Linked DNA regions of Mus musculus: region 2 is linked to region 1. A link is a contact called in public Hi-C data. All regions are on one chromosome and are shown on one strand. The core of a region is the stretch at or near the end of the contact, and the rest is flanking DNA. Distances in the headings are between cores, read along the strand shown. Region 1 holds the start of Armt1 (acidic residue methyltransferase 1). Region 2 has its middle 110 kb from the start of Gm22739.

What was found. Hi-C and Micro-C count contacts between places; a contact is called where the count stands out from the background.
Region 2: a Hi-C map of muscle stem cells shows a contact between it and region 1, with 2.6 times the contacts expected there. The contact joins the enhancer-like site here to the promoter of Armt1 in region 1. A contact is called at or near these places in 8 of 39 promoter capture datasets (the 3T3-L1 cell line, 3T3-L1-derived adipocytes, embryonic stem cells and 4 more), 2 of 15 datasets of contacts at CTCF or cohesin (large pre-B cells and pro-B cells), 19 of 484 Hi-C or Micro-C datasets (B cells, the Ba/F3 cell line, LSK cells and 12 more), 2 of 115 datasets of contacts at active chromatin or transcription factors (acute myeloid leukemia and large pre-B cells) and 3 of 9 other capture datasets (adipose tissue, liver and macrophages).

What each region holds. Positions count from the first base shown.
Region 1 is chr10:4,430,762-4,434,088 of GRCm38.p6, reverse strand. Armt1 (acidic residue methyltransferase 1) reads right to left here and starts at 1,484. Exons shown (of 5, transcript NM_024261.2): 1 at 1,378-1,484. The coding sequence starts at 1,418. Rmnd1 (required for meiotic nuclear division 1 homolog) reads left to right here and starts at 1,701. Exons shown (of 13, transcript NM_025343.6): 1 at 1,701-1,823.
Region 2 is chr10:4,588,104-4,591,235 of GRCm38.p6, reverse strand. No RefSeq gene overlaps it. Among named protein-coding and RNA genes, the nearest start is that of Gm22739, 110 kb to the right of the region's middle. Within about 2 kb of position 1,420, at least 8 of the 459 cell types and tissues checked have an H3K27ac peak or open chromatin away from gene starts, as enhancers often do. A contact at or near this core is called in liver and muscle stem cells, where this site is marked.

The DNA of each region.
Region 1 (3,327 bases), core at 235-2,734:
GGGTAGGGTATGTGCAGGTGACTGCTGGGGCCAGAGGCTCTGGATCCCCTAGAGCTAGAGTTACAGGGCAGGGTAGGCCACACCTAAGCACCTAGGAACTATTCCAGGGGCTGGAGACAGGCCTCAGCAGGGAAGGGCACCTGCTACCAAGTACAACCTCCTGAGTTCGATCCCTGGAACCCACATGGTAGAAGGACAAAGGGGACTCCCTACACAAGTCGTCCTCTGACGTCCATTCCTGGGTAATGTCACAGGTGAGTGCCACACTCCCCCAACACATAAAAACTAATTAAATCATTTGAAAATAAAGTATTTGAAATATGAATTTGGAGCCTAGTGGTGTCTCCCTCTATAATGACACAGAGTATAATGGCAGGAGTATTGGGAGTCCCAGGTCATCCTTCACTACATAATTCAATAGCTCCGTGTCAAAAGAAAACCAACCATCCAGCCAGACAAGAAGATTGGCTACTTAGCCAATGCTTATTTCTGCTCTTACTTATAACTTTGCTCTCAGCGTTGTAGCATATTGTAATTCCCCCTTTGTCCACAGGTTTGCCTTCCCAGGGGCACTCAACCAGTTTAAAAACATTGCAAGTGGAAAATTCCAGCAGTCAACGATCTGTAAGTTTTAAATAATTTTAATTAAATTTAAAGTAAACTAACGTCCCACTAATTGTTCCATTTTGCTATTAGCTGTTTTGGTGAATCGATTGTGCCTAACAAATTTCATGAGAAGTGTGTATAGGGGGGAAAACTCTAAAGATGAAAATTGCAAGAACTACTTCTAATGATGTTTATTTTGGGGGCCAGTGAGATGGCTCAGTGGGTAAAGGCACATGATAAATCTGCTGCCCGCGACCGAGTTCTCGTTGAACTCCTGAGAGGTGAAGGAACAAAATCGGCTCCAGAGCTGTCCTCTGACCTCTAACGCGAATAATGGCATGTGCGCGCACACGCAAAATTAGGACGTTTTTAAATATAGAGTTATTAGTTTGACCCATACCATTAATACACACCGCAGTAGGTATGAGTCCTAATTGTTGGCCCCCGCAGCGCCTTTCCTTCTCACTTGTTAGAGACAAGCTTTTTCCTAATGTATCCCACAGTGAGCTCGAACTCACTACGAGCTCAAGCTGGCTTTAACTCGCAGCAATACTCCTGCCCCAGCGTCTCAATTCGGGACAGAAAGGAAGAAGGTACACAGCGGAACTAGCTAGGTCCTGACGCCGGCCAGCACAGCGAGCCGGCTCTCTCCCACCGAGGTGGGACTCGAACTCTCAGCTTGAGGATCCGGCGCTCCCGACCGCCCACAGCTTCCTCACCCAACATGGGTTTTTTCTCCCAAGAGCGCAAGAAAAAAAAAGCGAGACGCACCCCTCGTCCTTAGCGGAAAGAAACGCCGGGGACTCGGCCATCACACCGGCACCACAAGCCACTCAACTGGCGTCGCCCGGGGTTCAACGGCCGCGGTTCCAGAAAGGAAGCGTTGGAGCTTTTTTTTTTTTTTTTTTTTTTTTTAAGCGCTTTTGAACTCAGAAACTTTATTTGGTGGTCTGGCCAGGGTCAGAACATGGGGCGCAAGGGCCTTCCGGCTACGCGAGCGGAAGCCCTGGAGGACCGGAGGCGGTAGCCCGCCGAGCGGAAGGGGGGGGGGGGGGCGCGGAGCGGTCACGTGTTCGGACGGTCACGTGTCCCAGCTTGCCGGCCTGGGGCTTGCAGTGCGCCTGCGCCGCAGCGGGGCGGGGCGGGGTGTGTTTCCGCAGAGGTTCCTGCGGCGGGAGCGTGCGCGTGGGCGTCGCGGTCGTCCTCTCCGCGCACAGGTCAGTGCTTCGCGCTTCCCCAGCCGGAGAAGCTGGTGAGGAGGTGTGGGCTTCGGCCAGGGCCTGGGAATTTAGCCGGGAATCCGAAGCACCTCAAGCCAAACACTCCCGACCCCGCCGAGTTGGAAGCAGGGCATAGTAGTAGCTGCCAAGGTGCATGAAATCACCTTGAACTTAGGAACTGGAAGAAGTGCTCCCAAAGGTCAGCCCCACTTACCCGCTGAATCTAACCTGGATGCAGCCGCTTTTTTCATTGATGGTATTCTGCATCTCATGTACAATATATTTTGGTTATGTCCACCACCACCCCCAGCCCTGCCGTCAAACGCCTAGGCCTACCCATGTCCCACTCCCAACTTAAAACACTAAGTGCAATTAGTGCTATCCTTAGGCACATGGACATATTATGCTTAAGGATAATGCTCAAAAACTGCAGCTCCCTTGTGTTTCATTTTAAAAATTTACTTGACGCCTCTGTGCCCAAGGACACTACTGTCACTGAGCATAGGGGGACAAACACAGAAACCTGCTTTTGAAGAGAGGCAAAAATCTCCTTTATTGCTTTCTGATATCACTGTCGCTAACTAATATATATTATCCCTTATTTGCTCATTTCCAGAGCTAGCATACTGCACACGGTAAGGAGTAGTCATTGCATGAATTAAAAAGCTAAAAATACAAGGTATGTAAGTGGTGCTAAATATGAGGACAAAGTAAAAAATAGCAAGAGAATGGATGAGTGTTGGTTATAAGTATTAATCCTGTCACTCCAGAGGCAGAGGCCAGCCTGGTGTACAAAGCAAGTTCCAGGCCAGTCAAAGAGAGAAATTATAGGTTATCCAGAGAAATCCAGTCTTGAAAATCCAAAGTGGATGTGATGGATGTGTGTTGGTTATATGTATTATACCAAGTCACTGAGGGAGTCAAGTCCTTAGGAGGAGAGCTTGTGGACAGGTGAGTGGAAAGGCCCAGAGGGCCTGGAACAAAGGCATTCTATAGGGAATGCTGCAGTGTTGCAGAAGGCTCAGAAGGGCGTTTTAGGGGCATTGGCTTTTATTGTAAATGTAAAGCCATCATCAAATTTGACTCTGGGAAAGGATAGGATTCTAGTTAAGGTCTCAGAATTTTTGCTGTAGTCCATTGTGAATGACCTGTAGGAGGCTGTAAACAGTGGCAGGGAGCCAGTGTGCCAGTTGCCTTTCATGTGACAAGCTGCCTGAGGAGAAGCAGCTGAAGGGAGGAAGGGTTTGCTGCTCATCTAGAGTCCTGCATGGCAGATTAGGCATGGAGGCGGGAGCAGGCAGGGGCCATGCATTGCTCCACTAGAAAGTCCAGTGGTGAAAGCCGGCAACCCATCCCCATGGTATAGTCCTATCCATATTTCAGGGGGTCTTCCCTCCTGTTAACCTATCCCAGAAAGTCTGTCACAGACATAGCGGTGAGTCTCCATGGTGGTTCTGAGGCTAGTCAGATAAAGGTGAACCATCATAAACAGGTAAATGGC
Region 2 (3,132 bases), core at 171-2,670, 160 kb before region 1:
TTTTTTGGTCAGGCAGGTGCTGCGAGTATTGGCTTGTCTGGTGTCCAGTCAGTGACCTTTATCAGATGGGCTGAACTGCAGCTCAAGATTTTGGCAGGTCATTCTATCAGAGATAAATCTGTGCTGAGAAGTGTCTCTCCCAAACGCAAACTCGCCTTTCCATGTTATCTGAGGCTTCATCCATATCATATCCAGCGTGATTTTAGTAGTTACGTCTCCCTTGATCATTTTTCTATAAACGACTGGGAATGTTATTGCAGATAATAATTTAGAAGTTAGGTCAGTATTACAGAGTTACTTCAGGTCTGTAATTTACCTGAAAATGTAATGCATTTGGTTGTGTTTCATTTGTTTTCCTTGTTGCCATGATAAAAAATAACTGGCTAATGTAACTTAAGGGAGGAAAGCTTTGGCTCACACTCACAAGGAATATGGTCCTTCACTGTGAGGAAGGCCACAGGCAGCTTGATGCCACGGTGGCAGAGTGTTCTGGTATTCCACTTCTTTGCATACCAGGAAGCAGGAAGCAGAGCTCAGATGAGAAGCAAGGACATTCTATAAAACCGTTAGTCCTCCCCACCTCCAATGACCACTTCCTCCAACAAGGCCACACCCTAAGAGCTGGGATCAGAAGTTCAAACACATGAGCCAGTGGGAGCATCTCGCACCAAAGCATGACATGGGGAGACATGGCTCGTCAGCTCTTACAGCATATTCACCTCCTCTCTCCTGTGTCCACTTCCTTCTGGTGGAAACATGCATTTTCAGTATATCCCACAATCCAGAAAGGTTTTCCTCCCCAGGACCTACACTTCCTGACTTCTAAGTCACGCCACCCTCTCGGGTCGCTATTGCTTGTCGGTTGTTTTGCTTCTGATCATGATAACTTGAATCACTCAGCAAGTGTGCCATGCAACTGGTACAGCAACAGAGGGTATAATGCAGAGGGTGGGGGCAATTGCTGATGTGCATCCCATAACCCTCACGGAATCCCTCAAGAATGGGGTCCTAGACAAAAGTACCCACTGCGGAAAAAAGAACAAAAAAGAAGAAGCCTGTATCAAGCAGAACTGAAATGGGACAGTAGTTTAGTTTCAAATTCACTCCATTTGCTGTCTGTCTGTTGCCCAGAGCCCTATTTCTGAGTTATCCATGGTAAAGAGTGTTTGTTTTCACCTCAGTCTTAAGCACTGAAATAAGAACTTGAATTCTGTATTGGTCCCTGGTTGCTCTATAGGTAAATAAGGCTTCTGGCTTGTTTTTTTGTTTTTTGTTTTTTTTGTTTTTTGTTCCTCCAGCAACATTGCCATCTCTCTGGACATGAGTCGTGCTTCTGTGGCCACAACCAGCTCAGCCCAGTTCCAGGAACGCAGTGGGAACTCCAGTTGGATATGAGCAGAACAGAGCAAGAGGACAGACGTCATCTCCAGGTCAAGGGCTGCTTAATGATCCAAAGGAACTGCACAGATGTTCCAGTTATTACAGGCAGTGACTGTCAAAAGGAATCGGATGCTCCCTCTCCAGCATGCATAACTGTGCCACCCTGAACCTCTGCCAAGCAGAAGGCCATCACCTGGTGTGTTTAGAACTCTAGACAGAAATAATCCTTTGAAACAGTTTTTAAAAGTTGAAACCAAGAGATAGAAAGATGACACAGCTCTTAAGAGCCTCCTCACACAATCGTAAATTCTTGAATTCAGATCCGAGCACAAGAAAGGTATCCTGAAAACACCTTAGCTCCAGCTTCCTGGAACCAAACATCTTCTGCTAGCCTCTGATAGCTCACAGTCATATCTGTATCATATCTTCCATGCAGGCACACACACACATACACACACACACATGAATAGATGATAGATGGATAGATAGATAGATAGATAGATAGATAGATAGATAGATAGATAGATAGATAGACAGAGAAGCAGGCAGACAGATCGAAACTTTAGAATTTGAAAGAGAAGATACCAATCCTTTCTTAAAAATTAAATTTGATCAATACAAGTTGAGTTCCTACTAAACACACTGAAAGATCCTGGTGTCCACGAAGGATTTTGGAATAAAAGTAATGGTCAGGTAAGTAGGTTTCAAAATAAATGCCAAGGCACACTGAGATCCATAGGCCATTAATTATTAATTTATTTCTAAACCACCTCTTTTCAACACAACCTCAGACACCTTGAATCTTGATCATGAATAAAACCCTCTACTTCTGTTCCCACGTGGAACTGAATAAAACGCCAAAAAGAAGGCTGAGGCACCTGGGAAGAAGTGCAAGCTGTCGAAGGATGGAGCAGCCAGAGCTCTCTAACAGATCAGAACACTGGGGCTCCTGTGGCATCAGAGACTCCATTCACTGATGTTGCCCTGAGCCTAGGACCTGGCCATTCCTCCAAAGGAGTCTCTTGAGTCACAATCCAGGCATGCATTCCATTACACAGAATAAATAATGGCTTAATTTATTAGCTACACAAAAATTTCATGGGAGGTTTTTTCAGAGAAGCTTGGGAACTATCCACATTTTCTTTTCTTATAAACAAAATTCCTCATTTTCTAAATGCATGGTAGAGACCTTTGCAACTATCTTCTGCAGCTGGCTTTAAACGGGAGCTGTGAAGTGCTAGGCCTGTGACTCTCTCCATATCTGGTGTCCATCCTTCCTAGAGAGGGGTTCAGCATCTTGAAGCGCTTTGTTGAACTCTGTCTTTATGGCTACTGTGCTTCCTTCCCTGTGCTCTGCGAAGCTTCTCACCTCAGTGCATGTAGCTCTGCAGACAAGGGATGAAGAGATAGGGCGCTTGGCAGATGAAGTCCCAGCACAGAGTTCAAGCCTTGCTTGGGACCCAGGCAAGACTGAAATTGAAGGCTTGCCCTTCTACCTCCTAGTTAGGACCTGCAGGCAAGTCTCTTCACTCTGCCCTCCCCAGTTAAAAGACTGTGGCTCTAAATGTAAGTATGAAGATGAAGTGAGATGAAGTAACCAGTTCTTGACATAACTGCTGCCATGATTGTTTCCCAGAACTGAAGATGAATGTGTTATCAATTTGACAAGATCTAGAGTCACTTAGGAGACAAACATTTCTAGAAGCATTTAACTAATGAGAAAAGACCTACCCTGACAATGGGCAGGACCAT